3 separate regions of the Sus scrofa genome follow, and all the other regions are linked to region 3. Evidence: chromatin contacts called from public Hi-C data. All regions are on one chromosome and are shown on one strand. The core of a region is the stretch at or near the end of the contact, and the rest is flanking DNA. Distances in the headings are between cores, read along the strand shown.

Region 1 (3,524 bases), core at 710-3,209, 150 kb after region 3:
GAAAAAAAATGTTGCTTTCATAGTATGTGCTGTGAGTATGCTTTGGTGGGGTGACAATAGCGGGGTGAGTTTTGTGGAAAGTTATGATTTCTCAATGTTCCAACAATGTGTAAATAAGGGTAAATAGATAAAACTGTTGTTCAGGTTGCTACTAAATTAAGAAACTCCTCTATATTCTTTTTAATGATCTAACTCTACAGAAATATATGAGAGGAGTCTAGGACATAATTTGGAGTTAGATATGAGTTTTATTTCCAGTACTACAATTTAATGGCTGTGCGACCTCAGGCAATTTACTTAAAACTTTCAGAGAAATGTTTCCTCTTTAATAAAACAGACTTATTAATACCTAGCTCATTAAGAATGAAATTAAACAATGCTTTACGTATTTAGCACAGCCTCTGTTTGGTAAGTGATAGCTATATAATTACATCTGTGGTACACAGTTTAAAAAAAATTGAACGGATTCTCAAATGTAATTTTTACTATTACATGTATGCTAAATTCCTTTTCTAAAAAACAGTGGAATTCTTTGATAATCTCCCAAAGTATCAACTTTTAGAAAGAATCATTGAAATATGTTACATTTGTGAAACAGAGCAAAATAAATACTTCACTCCGAAATGTTTTCCTTGGAGAGTGGGTGTGTATGTCCTCACTCTCTGAGATTAAAACGTCCTGCCCAGACCAATAAAGGAAGTTGGAATTATTTGGGGAAACTCAGATAACTTAAGGGCTGTTGCAGTTACATAATGAGGTCAGGGTCACGCTGTTTATCTGCATTTGAGTTGCATTATCGGGGTTCTTACAGTTTCCTTTCACTCCACCCCTGTCACCCTGCAAACCTGGTCTTGAGGTCTGAGGACTGTGAGGTTATGACTGAGACAAATCAGTTAAGGACACCTGAGAGTCAGACTGCTGGGTCCAATTCTTAGTTCTGCCACTTTCTAGCTATGATCTTGGGCAGTTCACCCGACCTCCTAAAGCCTTAGTTTCCTCATGTGTACAGTATACGGATCATGACTCCAAGGGCCTGTTACAAAGATGCAGCGAAGAGACTCCGCATGAAGTATTTGGCACAGTCCTTGGTCAGAGTTCTCAACAAATGCTTCTTGCTACATCTGGTGGATGACGATGATGCTACTTCAGTGGTGACAGTTACAGAACTAAGCGCCCTTTTCCCTTAAGTAATTTAATAACAATCCTTAAGTGAAAATCAAACCGTAAGTTTTGCCTTTCAAATACAGCAGAAACAGCCATGGACCTGTAAACAGCAGTAAGGGACGATGCCTGGCATTGTCCAGCACACCCTTTCCTACCACCAATTCCTCACCTCCCAGATGAGGAACTGAGGCCTGGAGAAAACAAAGGACTTGGCTGTGGGATCCCTATCACCCAGGAGAGCTGCAAGTCAAACCAGGTGTCCTGTTAGTCTGTGTTCTCGCCAGTGTTCCATATGCTTCTCCAATGCATACATGCTGTTTCTAAAGGCTCTGTCATTTACAGATACCATTTATACAAAAAACATGCCAAAAGCATTTAAAAAAATATGACAGAGTTCCCACTGTGGCTCAGCAGTAATGAACCCAACTAGTATCCATGAGGATGTGGGTTTGATCCCTAGCCTCGCTCAGTGGGTTAAGGATTTGGCATGGCTGTGGTTGTGGTATAGGCCAGTAGCTACAACTCCAATTTGACTGCTAGCCTGGGAACTTTCATATGCCACAGGTGTGGCCCTAAAAAGTGGAGGGGGGGAAAAAAAAAGACATGCTATTAAGAGAATTCAATTCATCTTTCCAAGGAAATCAATGATTTTGCTCCAGGTGTCTGTCTTTGATGTTTTCTTAGGTGCTAAGTGCTGATCTCTTATTCCTTTTGGTCAGTCTACAACCTCTATTTCTTAGTACATGTGCCATGTTCACAAAGCACTCTGACCTAAGCAGGCTGAATGAAATGTTTCTCAGGTCATGGGTTTTATTGCTAGGATACCAGGTGACTGTAATCAGATCATATTATATCAAAGGGTCTGAGGTGCATGCAGTGTGCTTTCTGCTGAGGCAAATCCTCTGCTCAGCGTTGGACCCTCTTAAAGACTGCCAAGCCTCCTCTGTTTGTTACTGAGGCTCTTCTGCTACTTCCTCCCCAAAGGATTTGAGCCCTACATGCTTTGTCTTTCTCTTATAGCTTCCGGTCACCCACACTGTTTCTTCTGCCACCTTGAACTTGGCTCTGACCGGGAAGTGCCTTCCAGATTTGCCAATTACGTGAACGTGGAGTTCAGCATGCCTACAACTTCTGCCTCCAAAGCTGCCGTAAGATCCATCTCTGTGGAAGACAAGACTGATGTCAGGAAGTGGGTCAATTATTCCGCACACTACAGCTACAAGGTAGCCCCGGGAGGCATCTGGCTAATGTTTCCCAGTCTCTTTGTTCACCCTTGTGCCCTCCCCCTCTCATTCCTTTTAGCAATGCCTGCCCAGGGTGCAGGGTGTTCAACCACTTTGGAGGGAGGGGGTTCACCATGCATGGCTGTGGATGAGTCTGCTCCAAGTTAAATGAATAAGCTCTCTAGTGGGCAAGAGAAAGGTTGGAAAGAAAAATAGAGGCTGATGAAAGAGGAGAATATGATGTCTTTCATTCACCATGAACAACAGTAATGGCGTAAAGGGATTATTATCATCATTTGTCATATAATTTATATGCAGGAGAGTGATCTTGGAAGTGGAAGGAGTGTCAGAAAAGTGCTAACCTGAAGCATATACTTTAGTTACAGGCATTGAGGAAGTGGATCCGAATGAAGTTAAGATACATATGACCTGGTCTCTGGGCTTTAACAAGGCAAAACTCAAAAGCCAAGCAAGCTTCTGTAATAGTAACAGGATTAGGGCTGTGGAGGAGGAAGTGAAGTTGGAGAGTTCTGACATAAATTGTGATTATATCCTGAGGAGTGAGAAATTTAATAGGAGATTAAATGCCAAAGATGGAAAATGGGGAATTACTAAAGAAGGATTTGGAAAAGTGGTTTAATACTTTTCTATTCATAATAATATCGTTAGATTGATAGTGTCATTTATTGCTTTTAAAATGTTTCCTTAGTTGTGTGATGTAAAACATTAAACTATCAAAAAGAACAAATACTCCATCTTGTGGCCAGAAAAAAAAACAAACAAAAAAACTCCAGTACTTTTCTAAAACACGACACCAGTCAACTCCGTCTTGAGCAGTTTCCCTCCTCATAAAGTGGTATTGAGAGAAGCAGCTTTAGTTATGAAACTCCCCAGCTCAAAGGATTCCCTGCCTGATTTACCACAGGCTTCAGATGAGGTATGTCACTTTCAAGACATAATTAATTTCTTCATCCGTTTATACAGCTGTAATGTTTTGCAGAAGATACATATGGAACGGTAAATACCACAATACTTAAGTCTGAAGACTTTTTAAAGGGATAGAGTGTTAGCAGCCAATTACAAAGGATCTCATTCATTTGAAAAACTTGTATGCCTGTATTACTGAGGTGCGATAGT
Region 2 (3,364 bases), core at 172-2,671, 180 kb after region 3:
AAATAAGGAGGTAAAAAGTCCTCTTAAAATGGTAAGAAATTAAAGACATGGGTTAATTTAACTTTTCGGGCCAATGGTCACTTGAATATTACATGAATTACAAATGGTGATGGAATCATAATTTTATATAATAGTATAGGACAATATGATTTCCTATGGTCTTATCTCTTTCAGTGTTCCCAAAGAGGCCACTGTGCAGGGAACTGAAAAGCAACTGATCTTTCTCAAATCTTCTTTCAGGAGCATAAGTTTGACATTTTGTTTTGCTTTGCTTTTTGAGGATCAACTCCCTCACTTGTCCAGACTGCATTCCATGTCACTCGCAATTCCTAGGGACAAGAAAATTAGGAACTGTTGAGTTCTGTCTTCTAAACAGAGTATTCCGTTTTGCGTGAAATGCTGATATAAAGGCGGGATTAGCTTGGGCAGAGCAGGTCAAACGCCTACTGAGTTGCCCTTGAATACATGGCCATTTTCTACCTGCTCTCTTGCAGCCATGAGAGTTGATGGGTCAAGGGCAAGTATTCAAGATGTTAGCACGTGCTGAACATATGGAATCACTGAATTTTTGCAACATTTAAAAAAAAAAAAAACCAGGAAAAGTTGTGCGGTCATAATCCAGGTGGTGACCTTTTTTGGGGGGTTAGTTTTAACATTTCTACCACCTTGAGAAGTTATTTGAAGTAAGTGGGCTTGGAGAGGCCGGGACTCTGGGGAACGGAAATTTAAAGAGACTTTGTAGTTGTACTGATGGAGACAGACAACTCTGCTGGCTTCAGGGATTATTAATTGTGGAATGTAATAATATGTAATAATTGTTGAATGTAGTAAGAGGGGAACCAAATCAGTTCCCTTTCAGGAACTCATACACAATTTTGCAAGCGAAAGGCCCACCCTCAGCAAGGCGTGCTAACGCTTCAGCAACTAGGAGTCTGACCTTAGCTCACGCTCGGAGATGACTCCGCACTTAAAACTTTTGCCGGAAGCCGGGCCACGTGACCCGCCCTTTTCCACAGCCATGCCTAGCGGGGCAGCCGCCAGAGCTCCTACATTTCCTAGCCCCTCCAGCGTGGGACAGCTCAGAATCTCCCGACAGGAGGCGGAATCAGCTAGGTTTCGACTCGAGCGTCGCCACAACTCACGCTTTTCTCCAACAGAGCTTTGCAAGTTCTTCATCCCAAAACAGCAGCCGGAGACTTCCGCCTGGTTGCCGACCACGTGATCACGCGACATTTGGGGAGACCGCGGTCGGACTTCCCTACTTAAGTCCCCGGGTCCCGCCCACACAACACCCTCCCCTGAGCGTGACGACGCGGCTCGCGGCGGCCTCCGCCCCGGCGCGCCTGCGCACGCGGCTCTCGCGGTGTCTTGCGCTCAGCCCCGCCCACCTCTGCCCCCGCCCTTTCCGCCCCTCCCTCCCCCTCCGCCCTGTCTCTCGGCGGCAGCGGCGGCAGCGGCGGCTCGCGCAGCTCGTTGGCTCACTATATAAAGGGAGAAGCGGGCGGACCGGACGGCTGGAGCTGCAGCCGGTGGCGGCAGCGGCGGCGCGGGGAGCGGCGACCAGTGGTGGTTTCCCTCCTTGGCGCGGGGTGGGGAGCGGGCAACGCCCCCCAAACCCCAGAAGGGTCGTGCCCTTTTTTTTTTTAAGGGCGATCCTCGAGTTTTTAGCTCCGGGAGGACTGCCCCCTCCTCTTCCTCCCCTCGCCGATCCCCTCTAATCCAGCAGGATCCGATTTTGTTTAAAATTCCCCCCCCAATTTTGCGGTGGCTTGGGTCACCCTCTGGGTGTTTTTTTTTTTTTTTTTCGTTTTGTTTTTATCTTGTTTTCTCGGGGCTTGCCCCCCTCTTGTTTGTGTTGTGTGTGGAAATGGCGAACTCGGCAAATACAAACACCGTGGTAAGGACGTGGTTCGGTGGCCGGCGGGGGCTTCGTTCAGGCGGCAGCAACGGCCGGACCGGGCGGGGGCGGGGACGGCGGCGACTCCCGGCCTCAACTCTCAGCTGCCCGCGCGGCTGCCGCCGCTGCCGCCGCCGCTTCCCGCCTCGGGCGGAGCGGGCCGGGGCGCGGGGCGGCGGGCGCGGGGGGGTGCCGAGGGCTCGGGGCCGCGGCGGCAGGGAGGGCGGGGGTGCCGGCGGGGCCTGGAACTGCCGCGGGGCGGTCCGGGCCGCTGAGGCGGTTGAGGCCGGGATGAGCGCGCGGCCCTGGCCCCAGACCCCATCCGCCAGGAGGGAGGGCGGGAGGGGAGCCTCCGCTTCCTCCCCGAAGCGGGTCCTGCCGCGCTGGCTGGAGAAGGGCTCTCCGAGCAGCCTCAAAACAAAAACCGTGTCTTGGGAACTGGGCGAATCCCCAAGACCCACCGCGATCCACTTTAACGCAGTGGAAGGCTAATGGCTACTTGGGGGTTACTTTGGGTGTTGTGGCGGGTTGTGCTTAGGAGGCTTCACTGGGGCCATTTTACGTTTAAGAAAAAAAAAAAAAAAAAAGGACGAAGGTTGAAAAGCACTTATCTCGGTTCCTTCCGAATCGGTAAAATGGCGAAGGGGAAGCAACCCCCCCCATCGTATCTTCGACTAGCAAAAACACCAAAACAAACAAAGCTTACAGTGGTCAAAGTGCCCCCACTTTCGCCTCGAAATTTGCCTACTTCTCACCGTTTGTCCCTTTTTTCTTACTTGCGATCACGTAGGTTTGCAAAAAGCAGTCACATAAATAACCTTTTCAGTCACCAACGCAATGTGATCACTAGTCCACCCCACTCTCTTATTTTTATTGTGACAATAAAACACGTTTTTGCCCGGTCCCAAATGCAGACAAGCCCGCGGCCGCCCGACTCCGTACCGTTGACGACTCGGGTCGATCCATCATGGCTGCGGCCGCTTACCCTGCCTTTCAGTCCCTGAGCCTTGTGGTCCTCCTCCCTTTGGCTGCCCTGTTTATATAGAGCCATTGCCGCTCTCTAATATAGACTCTGCCAGGATGGGAAGGTGCTTTTCAGGCCTACGTCACCGCCTCTCCATTTAAACACCAGATCCGGCTTTAAATAGTGAGAGCTGCTGAGAGCGGGGCTGGGAGGTGCGTGCTCTCGAGGCGAGAGGCAGGCGTGTGTAGAGCTCAATTTATTTCCAAGTCCTTTCGTACTCTAATTTCATACCCAATCGGGGCTGCTTTAGGAGCCCTAAGTTTTTGTTTTGATGCAGCAGCTGGGACTTAACCTTTGTTAGGGGAAAATAGAATTGCTGTCCCTTTTTATTTTGTGTTTTGTTTTTAAAGAGAATTTTAGCTTAGATGTCTTAATTGTTCCTGTATTGAGAAGATGCATGCATTATTTTTTTTTGTTTTTTGTTTGTTTTTGAAAAGCTTTAG
Region 3 (3,822 bases), core at 60-2,559:
TCTGAGCTACTTTTCTCCTGGGGTCTTTGGTTCCTCAAAGCAGATGACTTTAAGCTCACTCTAGGGCAAAAACCAGGCTGTTTAAAATGCGTCAGTAGGGTCTTTTAACTTCTCTACCAAACTAAATTTCTCACTCATGGTTCTGTCAACAAAGGACAGTAGAACTAGGGGGAAACACCTGTAGGAACCCGGTTGCATACTTGCTGTCAAGAAGACATTACTGCAACCTAAGTCAAAGGTCCTAAAATAGAATCTGTACTGTTTTTTTCCTACTCATTGTCTGGATTTTTTTTGGGGGGGGGTCTTTTTATGAGTGGTAGAACAAAGTCCTAGGGGCATCCTAATTTATGGTGCTTGCTTTTATTCCTTAGAAAGATTCCGTGCAGGTGAGAGAAAATGTTGGGAGGCCTAAAGACTATGAAATGGAAGAAGAAATGGAAGATGGGATCAATTTTAATTCCCCACAATCCCTCTCCATTCTAACCTGTGCCCCTCCTTCACAATGTGAAGAGACTGAGTGTGTCTTCCAGGAGAAAATCTCCATATTCAGAGCTGACACCACGCGTCCACACGGGACACGTGGGTATCCTTATGACAGCTGTTTCCTGTGTTCCCGAATTAATACATGCAAAGTACTTGGAAAACTGGTAAATATTACGCGCCATGAAAACATTAGGGTTATTAATATTGTTGTTATTCAGCCTTATCTCCCTAGTTAGGCATAAATTCCTCATAAAACAACACTTGCCGTCTTTCTCGTTCTTAATAATTTATTAACGTGATTAGGACTTTGGATAAGTCGCTTACCCTTTGCAAGTTTTGGTTGGACCACAAAAGATCGTGTGTCAAGTACTATCTGAGTCTACAAATACAATTTGGCGCCCACTGTTTACAAGCCACTGCCCTGTGTCCTACGCCCTTTTTATAGTAAAAATATTAAATGAACGTGAAGTCAAAACCCTACGTAGGAGTGAGACGGGAGAAGCAATGATTTCCACGATCCAGCTTGGCACCGGGTGTGGGAGAGACTCCCAGACGATCCCCACTCCCTGCCATTGCCGTGCTACTCGCAGCGACGCTTTGCGCCCCGCTGGGTGCTGGACTCCACTCGCGCGGAGGAGCAGATCCCGGTCTCAGCGTCTGGATTCCGACCTCGGGGTTCAGCAGGGACACGAGGGTGCGGTGCAGGGTTGTCCAGAGCAGGTCCTGTCGGCTCCCGCCCCGCCTCACCGCCCAGGCTTCCTGCTGCCCAATCAGGGCGCGGCTCGGGCGTGATCTGCGACCAATCAGGAACGGCTGGAACGGTGCCGGGAGTCCGCGGGCGCAGAGCAAGCTCCGACTCCCGAGCCGGCGCGGGGCTGCCAGGAGCGCGGCTACAGCAGCGCAGCGGACGGGGAGCCTCGGACCAGCCCAGCTCGCTCTGCCGCGGCGACCTTCCAGCCGACGCTCGGGAAACAGCGGGCCGCGTCTCAGGTAACCTCGCCGGCGCCCCACAGGGGGAGGGCGAGCGTGCCCTGGGAGCGGGGCCCCGCAGGTGGAGCGGGCGGGGGTCGGGCCGGCCGCTAGGTCCTAGCGCCGCGGGTGCTGCCAGAGCCCCCAGAGCCCCGGGGCTAGCCTCGGCCGGAGCCCCCGGGAGACGCGTTTCCACCAGCCCCCGGCGTCCGGGTGTGAGAGGGAGCTAGGTGAGGCGGCGGGGGTGGATTGGGGAAGACAAGACACCTGCGACACCCGCACCCTTACACAGACTCTGCCTATGGGTGTCTTCCCTGAGAGCTGGGTCCCCGGCCGTCTTCATTGGCCCAAGTAGGGAGGCGACAACAGGTGTCCCTGCGGACCGTGCTTTTCTCCTCCACGCTCTGAGCCTGAAATCCCGGCTTTGGCGTTCTGCCCCACCTTCGGGGTGTTCGGAGACAGGACCCCAGCCTCGCCTCTCAGGCGCGCTGCCCGCTGGACAGCGCCCAGAGGCGTCTTGGACCCAGCGGACCCGGGCTTTGGATGGAGTTTCCTCCTCGCGTTGCCAAGCAATTTGCAGGACACCCGCCTCTCGATGAGACCATGAGAGTTTGTGTGGGGGCTGGGGGGTGGGGATGTGTGTAGGGGTGTGTGTGTGTGTGTGTGTGTGTGTTGCAGCCTCCACTAAAAGGGCTGTGAGTGAATCATTAACTGTGGCCTCTGCCTGTCTCTTAGGCAGGGCCTGACTCTTCTAATCTGTAAAGTGAGGGCAATGCTTTTACCTGCCTGATAGCGTTGTTTTGAGAATTAAATGAGCCAATGCTGAAAAACACTGAGGACGGTGCTAAATACTCAGTAAATGCTGGCTCTTACTATTTATTCTTCGGAGTGGATGGTCTTTTAAGAAGACATGTCCAAACTGGACCAGTGACTGTTTGGAGCTCTGAACAGCTTTTTACACTTAAAGCAATATTAATGTTACTGGGCGGTATCATTTAAAGGTACAAAATCCTGGGGATTTTGAGGGATTAAAAAAAAAAAAACTGCTTCATTGGAATGGTGAGAGAGATAAATGGATTCCAATAGAAACTGAGAAAACTCTGTAGCCCTTGAGAAAATTGGTATGAATATTATGTAAAAAGTATATCATGGTGCTTTATTGAATCTCACTAGTGTGGCTGATTTGGGGGTAAATTTTGAAGGTTCTTATAACTCCTACTCCTCCCTTAAACAAGTAGAGAGTGGAGAACAAGGGAGAGAGAGAGAGAAAGAAGAAAAACAAAAAGTCCCACCACAAAACAAAATACAGGCAGCTCATAGAAACCTAAAATTGCAGTTGCCACTTCAGGTGATTTTTTTTCCTGTTTCTGACCCGGGTGGTCTGGTTCAGTTCTTTGTCACCGTGTCACTTAATTGAAGAGTTAAGTAAACGCTTAGCCCCAAGAATTTGTCTTTTGAAAATCTAGAATATCATTAAGTATCAGACTTGCTTGGATTTCTGAGCCCTCTGCTACTTGCTTCCTACCCCCTATCAAGCCCCAAAGGACCTTCCCAAAGATTCTCAAGAGTAATGTTAGTGGGGAACCACCTGTCTCCCACCACATTACCTCCATAGCCTGGGACCTGGGGAAAGGGCACAGGCAGAATGTCCTGGTTCTCCTAGGGTCTCCAGCACACTTGCCAGAGCCTTAAAATAAATACTTGCCCTTAGAGAAAGTGATTATCATCTCAGAGGGAAAGAAGCGCACTTCCAGATGCAAATCTTTCAAGTGTCAAATTAATTCGCCAGCCCTTTCAGTTGTTGATAAGGAGACCTACTCTTTCCACCTGAGTGGGAGGAGCTGAAGCTTGACGGTGGAGGAGGGAGAGAGCCACGTGTGGCAGGGGAAAGACTGCTGAGTTCAGAGCCAGACCCGCACCTGGTGAGAACTCTCTCTCAGTAACTGATGGCTGGGAAACTTGGACAAGTTGCTTTGCTTTTCTGAGCCAGAGTCTCTCACGTTGTAAAATGAGGACTCAGATTTTTTTTGGAGAAGTTGTTCCAAGGAGGGCGCTAATGGATAGGAAGGCTCTAGCACCTTTCCAAGGATGTAGGTATAGATCTGTAGCATACAGAGGAGGTCTTACAAGGTGAGAGTGACCACTTACACCTGGGAAAGAAAGTAGGGCTTGACGGAGGGCATGCAGCTGAGCTGAGAGTAGAATGATGAGCAGTTCTCTCATGTAGACCCAGTTGAGGTGGGATTGGAAGGAAGAGTAGAGCAGAGGGGGGAGAATTCCAAACAGAGAGAATATGAGATATCAGAAGTGTTGTAATAGTCATCTTAAGCAAAATAAACAGACATCCCTTAAATCTCAGTGGCTTTCAAC

The links. Hi-C and Micro-C count contacts between places; a contact is called where the count stands out from the background.
Region 1: a contact with region 3 is called in a Hi-C map of skeletal muscle, with 3 times the contacts expected there. The contact joins the enhancer-like site here to the promoter of STON2 in region 3. A contact is called at or near these places in 4 of 5 promoter capture datasets (fetal liver, fetal skeletal muscle, liver and 1 more), 27 of 47 Hi-C or Micro-C datasets (adipose tissue, alveolar macrophages, blood and 15 more) and 2 of 2 datasets of contacts at active chromatin or transcription factors (alveolar macrophages and skeletal muscle).
Region 2: a Hi-C map of liver shows a contact between it and region 3, with 2.6 times the contacts expected there. The contact joins the promoter of GTF2A1 here to the promoter of STON2 in region 3. A contact is called at or near these places in 1 of 5 promoter capture datasets (liver), 5 of 47 Hi-C or Micro-C datasets (embryonic fibroblasts, liver, mesenchymal stem cells and 1 more) and 2 of 2 datasets of contacts at active chromatin or transcription factors (alveolar macrophages and skeletal muscle).

The regions. Positions count from the first base shown.
Region 1 is chr7:104,040,401-104,043,924 of Sscrofa11.1, reverse strand. It overlaps STON2 (stonin-2), which reads left to right. Exons shown (of 8, transcript XM_021099580.1): 7 at 2,185-2,387. Among named protein-coding and RNA genes, the nearest start is that of GTF2A1, 33 kb to the right of the region's middle. Within about 2 kb of position 1,959, at least 6 of the 83 cell types and tissues checked have an H3K27ac peak or open chromatin away from gene starts, as enhancers often do. A contact at or near this core is called in adipose tissue, omental adipose tissue and skeletal muscle, where this site is marked.
Region 2 is chr7:104,007,375-104,010,738 of Sscrofa11.1, reverse strand. It overlaps GTF2A1 (transcription initiation factor IIA subunit 1), which reads left to right and starts at 1,421. Exons shown (of 9, transcript XM_021099583.1): 1 at 1,421-1,897. The coding sequence starts at 1,868. LOC110261640 (a long non-coding RNA gene) reads right to left here and starts at 2,926. Exons shown (of 4, transcript XR_002346024.1): 1 at 2,840-2,926.
Region 3 is chr7:104,187,220-104,191,041 of Sscrofa11.1, reverse strand. It overlaps STON2 (stonin-2), which reads left to right and starts at 1,309. Exons shown (of 8, transcript XM_021099580.1): 1 at 1,309-1,473.